Linked DNA regions of Mus musculus: region 2 is linked to region 1. The links are chromatin contacts, called in public promoter capture Hi-C maps. All regions are on one chromosome and are shown on one strand. The core of a region is the stretch at or near the end of the contact, and the rest is flanking DNA. Distances in the headings are between cores, read along the strand shown.

Region 1 (2,700 bases), core at 92-2,591:
CTAGCATCTGCTTTTGTGTGTCAAAGCTATTTTGATTTTTGTGGCCTGGGCTCTTTCTCTAGATTAATTACCGAGGACCTGGAGTCTTGGTGGACAGTAACCCTTGTGGACAGAAGGAGGCTGGCACACCGTGTCCTCTTACCTCCTCTGCTTGTATGGTTTCTTTTTCAATTTTCCCAAGTAGCTCGTTTCTCAGCAAGATCTCCTTGTCCAGATTGACGTAGATCTCCATTGCCCGATGAAGCTTGTTCTGAAACACACCGGCATGACACATGCTAAGGGGAGCTTTCAGAACGGTGGGGAGGGGAGCTGGGAGCAAAAGCAAGGCCAGCCGTTCCTACAGATTCATTCATATCAGCCTGGGACTGCCAAAGGTATCTGAGAACCCGGCTGGAGGGAAGGAGAGGACCTTGGGGTCTTGGCCGGTGCTGGAGATGCAGAGTGGTCCAGCAACAGGACTCAGATCTTGCCCCCCTCTGCTTTTTAAGAGGAATGTTTAGGTAGCCAAACTTCTCTTACACTGGTATGCTCTGATATGATATTGCCAGGTTGTGAGGAGACATCCTGGTAGAGAATAGAACACTGTGCCTGGCAGGTACAGGTCCCTCAATAGTTGTGATGCCTATCTCAGGAAGATGCAGAGAGAGAAAAGAGGGGAGCTCCCCCACGGAAGGATCCGACCCTTCTCCCCACATAAAAGTAGGGGAGCCGGGATTTGAATGAGTGCAGTGTGACTCCTCACCCTCTGAGCTCCACTACACTGTCTCTGCCTAAAGGAGCAGGGCTGGCTGGCGTCAGGGAATCCCGCAGGAGCTGCCTCGTGGGTGCCCGCTGCATTGTTTGCACTGCAGTGTCCCTAGGCCCCTGCTGCTTAGATGGGCCTCCTCTGGAACTGTCTCCCTGGCACCTCTCCTGCAGGGACGTCTCCAGAAATGCTAGAATGTATTCTGCCTGACTGAGGACTGGACACTCGCACGAGCGCGCATGCACACACACACACACACACACACACACACACACACCAGGCACTGGTTAGTGAAGCATTCAGCTCCAGGAAGCTCACTCACAGCCAATCAATGCCAAGGAAGGTGGAGATTCTCATGGGCACACAGTAGGCTGAAGCTGGTGTGTGTCGGGGCTGGGGTATGTTCGGCAACAAGACTGAGAACAGAAGTGAAAGATAAAAACCACACTTCACTCTGTAAAAGATGAGAGGGCACCAAGCTGGAAGAGGAGATCACAAAGCACAATGGGAGGAGGAAGGTGCAGGGGCATTGCCACAGACGCTCAAAATTTAGAGAATGCAGAGGAGCCTGACTGGAGCCATCTGCCTGGGATCCTTAGGCTCTTAGGAACCATTCAGTCCTGGTCCTTTCAGACTCTCCTTGTTAGCAATTCCTCTAGGCTCTGCCCAACAGTTACCTAGCAACAGCTCGTGGCTCTGCCAGCCAGGTTCAATCCAGGAGCCAGGCTTATAAGACCTCTTCCTTCCTTCCTTCCTTCCTTCCTTCCTTCCTTCCTTCCTTCCTTCCTCCCTCCCTCCCTCCCCTCCCTCCCTCCCTCCCTCCCTCCCTCCTTCCCTCCCCTCCCTCCCTCCCTTCCCTCCCTTTCTTCCCTCCTTCCCTCCCTCCCTCCCTCCTTCCCTCCTTCCCTCCTTCCTCCCTCCCTCCCTCCCTCCCTCCCTCCCTCCCTCCTTCCCTCCTTCCCTCCCTCCCTCCCTCCCTCCTTCCCTCCTTCCCTCCCTCCCCCTCTGTCCTCCCCCCCCCCCTCTCTCTTCCCACATGTCCCTGGCCAGCCTCTTTCCTGCTTTCTCTCTTCTCTCTTCTTTCTATCCTTCTCTGCTCCCCAACCCCTTTCTCAGCTTCTACCCCTTCTCCAGCTCTCCTTCCCTTCCGCGGAGAGTCAGCGTGTGGTGCAGGGGTGAGGGCATTGTTTTGGCAGGGCTGACTATTCAGGTAGGAGGGAAGAGGAGCCAGGGAAGACATTTGCCCAGTTGTGAGAGGCAGGGCAGAACGGACAGTGCTCTGTTGGGCCAAGAGATGCAAAGGCACTCAAGGCCAGCCACTTGAGGTCACTACAGAAAAGACGGACCCGGCTCTTCCTCCCAGGGAACAAAAGCACCTCAGATCCTGTGCTTAAAGCGAAGGCCACTCCTCGTCTCCGTTTATCAGGGCAGAAGTCTGGACACAACGCAGGACACACCACAGCTGAATTCTCTGCCCATGAGCCCACCAGGCTGAAACCTAGGAACTGGCCAGGACCAGGGCTCGTGTCTGGGTCTTGAGGGGCCTCTCATAAGCACAATGGCTGTTGGCAGAACGCATTTTCTTGAAGTCATAGCGCTGAAGGGTTTCTTCCTGACTGTCCGCAGTTCATTCAACTCCTAGAGATCACCTAGGACCTCTTCCATGTAGCCCCCTCTTTCTTCAAAGCAGTGATGGAGGACTTCTGGCCCCCAAATTTCACTTAAACTTCATATCTATGACTTGGTTTTTTGCAATAAATAAATAAATAAATAAATAAATAAATCTTTTGATGAGCTTGTGGGATGAATGGGGCCTTCTGGACACTTCCTTATCTCAAGGCCAACTTTGTCACCTAGTTACATCACAGAAATGACCCCCTGCCCAGAGTCATCACATTCCCTGTCCAGATTGGCATTACACGGGGTGTGCACCTGTGAGTGCGGCTGGGGACCTC
Region 2 (2,700 bases), core at 168-2,667, 200 kb after region 1:
AGCATATGGACGTCAGCCCGGCTTCCAGAGAAAAGAGGCGTGGAGTCTACCCAGTTTCACCCAGGCCTGGGCGTAGGGACGCTGGTGTGAAAAGTGTTTCAGAAGATAGGGCCTGTCCTTCAGACCCTGTCCCTGGAGTGGGAATGCTTCAGCCCCAAGAAGTCACCAAAGCACCTTTGCAATCCGTCATTAGCCTGGGAGATTCACACCCATCCCCCAACCACCCTGGCTAGCCCGGCGACGCACGATGTCAGCCAAAGGAGCTTCAGCCAAAGCGCGAGCGCTGCGGGGCTCTTGCTCCGCCTAAGCTCTCACTACCCGCAGCACCCCACCCCTCGTCACTCGTAAAGCCCACATTGCGCGGATCCGGCTCTCGAGGAATCGCGCGGGCTAAATGACTGGAGGCGAGGGATAGGGGCTGCGGAAGCGGCTGCAGGGACTCAAGCTAGGGCGGGTCAGTGCCCCGAGCGGCTTTCAGGGTGCACAGCAGCTGCGAGCTCTGTGCTCCCAGGGCTTTGGGAAGAGGCGCGCAGCAGAGCTCTGACCAGGGAGTGGCAGCCTGCCAGTCCCGCTTTTTCAATCAGGCTCTCCAGCCCAGATCGGTCCTCACCCCCTAAGGCCGGGTGCGTCTCCCCCCACCTGCAGGTCCCCGCTGCGGCGGGTGTGGTTCGCACTACATCCCTCGGGTTCTTACCTCCGCGGCGTACACTTCGGCGTCTTTAGACGCTGTACCATGGCCCAGACAGTCCAGAAGCACCAGTAGCAGCGGGAGCAGCGAAGCTCGGCTGCTGAGGCAGCTGCCAGTGCAGCCTGGACGTCCGAGTGCGCTCCGGTCGCTGCCCATGCTCCTAGGCAGTCAGCCCGGTCCTGAGCGCTGCACGCGGGGCTAGCTGGCTGGCCCGCACCGCGTCCTCGCACGCGGCTGGGAAACTTGCGACGCTCCCTGGCTCCCGGCCCCGCGGGCGCGCGGCGGACCTCCGGCTCCCGGTGCCTGCCTGAGGAGCTCAGGTCCCCTCTGCCAATTCCCAAACCGGGTGAGAAGCGGGCAGGGCAGGTCGGGGCACGCGGGGACTCGCCCGCTGGAGAAGGGGACCGGCCGAGCTGCACGCCGCAGAGTCTCGCAGCGTCGGCGCGGTGCGCCCTGGCCCCGGCCCCCGAGAGCAAGCAGAACTCCAGAGCCTTTGTCTGGCTCAGCGCTCCGGCCGCCCGGTCCCGCGGCGCCCCCTGCGCGCCCTGCACTCTCTGTCCATGCCCAAGGTCCTCCGCGCTGCCCAGAGTGCGCGCTTCCCTCTGGCGACTCCACTAGCTGCCGCGCCCAATCGGGCCTGGATCCCCAGGCAGTCCCGGGAGGGGCGCAGGGAACCGGCCCGACAGAGCGACGAGCCCGCCAGCCAGCTAGCCAGCGCCCGGCGTCCCCGGCGAGTTTGGCTCCGCAGCCCTACTCCCAGTGCGCGGCGGGAGCCGCGGTTCTTAAAGGGCCAGTGTGCTCCCTGTGCGCAAAGCCAGGCGGAGGCTGGGGGCGGGACCTAACCCGAGGCTTCTCAGTAGCAGGTGCCGCCTGCGGTGACCCGGCAGGTGGGTGACCCTACTCCATTTTTCCTGATGGCAGTAAACCTCTCCTAGCCTGCTTAGCTCCTATCTCTGGGGAGCAGGAGTGACCCATGACTCGACCCTATGCTGAGGGAGGGCGCAAGGAAGGCGAGATCTCCCTTGGAGGGAGGCGAGAGGACATTCAGATCAAAGTGGGACAGAAAAAGACTTGGGTAAGGACCTGAAGTACTGCTTTAAGCTTTTAAACATGGCAATAAAACTCTGGGGGTGGGGGGAAGTTGGAGGAGCAAGTAAGATGGCTCAGCAGGTAAAGGCCCTGGCCACTATCAAATTTGTCAAGTACGGCGAAAAACTTCGATCTCCAGGACCTACTTGGTGAACCGATAGAACCTGTGCCACCGTAGCGCTCGTTAGACCCTACACACCCACGCAAGTCCCAGAGCAGAGTGTCTTAGTCTCTTTAGTAAATTTCCCCAGTGGAGAAGTCTGGGATTAGGGCGCCTCTGGGGCGCCTCTAGTGCTGAATGCAACCTAGAGCGCACGCTTACAAGGCGTGTGAGTCTGCATCCTTACTCCCTGCCCAGTGGATAAGAGCAACTGACTAGATTTTTTTCTGAGTTTCAGTGTTGGGCTGAGGGTTCCGGTTCCTAGTGTGCACACATTTCGTTTCCAAGAAAAGTCCATTCCACTATATTTGGTCTCTGTGCCCGCGAGGCCCATCGGAACTCCGGGTGGAAGGGCAAACCTTCTGGGGAAGCTGGGGCTGGATTTTAATTTTTACTCCGGCGTGGACGCTAAGGTGATCGAAGGGCCACGGCAACTTCGTCCAACCCCAGGTCAGCCCTAGTGTCCTTAACTGGGGGAATTGGTATGCCACTTGAGAACCAGGGCAGAAGGCAGCACACTTTATCACCTCCCCACAGACTAGAGAAATGGTGTTTACCTTCCCTGAGGGTGGTCTTTCCTAGAGTTGACTCTCTGGATGCCTCCGACCCCTCTCACCTCTCAGAATCAGGAGACCTGGCAAAGGACCTTATGGCTGGTTTGAACCCACTCACCGGCTGAAGGAAAATAAAGCATACCCATTGCCTGGCCTACTAACAGCTCGAGGAAAGGAGATGGGGATTTAGAGAAGAGGTAGAGGCAGTC

What was found. Promoter capture Hi-C pulls out the DNA fragments that hold promoters and counts their contacts.
Region 2: a contact with region 1 is called in a promoter capture Hi-C map of embryonic stem cells, with 21 read pairs. The contact joins the promoter of Mmp15 here to the enhancer-like site in region 1. A contact is called at or near these places in 7 of 39 promoter capture datasets (the 3T3-L1 cell line, cranial neural crest, embryonic stem cells and 1 more), 14 of 484 Hi-C or Micro-C datasets (the AML12 cell line, the CH12 cell line, the N1E-115 cell line and 10 more), 6 of 115 datasets of contacts at active chromatin or transcription factors (embryonic midbrain, embryonic stem cells and forebrain) and 2 of 9 other capture datasets (embryonic stem cells and pancreatic islet).

What each region holds. Positions count from the first base shown.
Region 1 is chr8:95,548,747-95,551,446 of GRCm38.p6, reverse strand. Ccdc113 (coiled-coil domain containing 113) reads right to left here. Exons shown (of 9, transcript NM_172914.2): 7 at 143-250. Among named protein-coding and RNA genes, the nearest start is that of Ccdc113, 16 kb to the right of the region's middle. Within about 2 kb of position 1,341, at least 31 of the 459 cell types and tissues checked have an H3K27ac peak or open chromatin away from gene starts, as enhancers often do. A contact at or near this core is called in brain and cortical neurons, where this site is marked.
Region 2 is chr8:95,351,013-95,353,712 of GRCm38.p6, reverse strand. Mmp15 (matrix metallopeptidase 15) reads right to left here and starts at 1,417. Exons shown (of 10, transcript NM_008609.4): 1 at 695-1,417. The coding sequence starts at 844.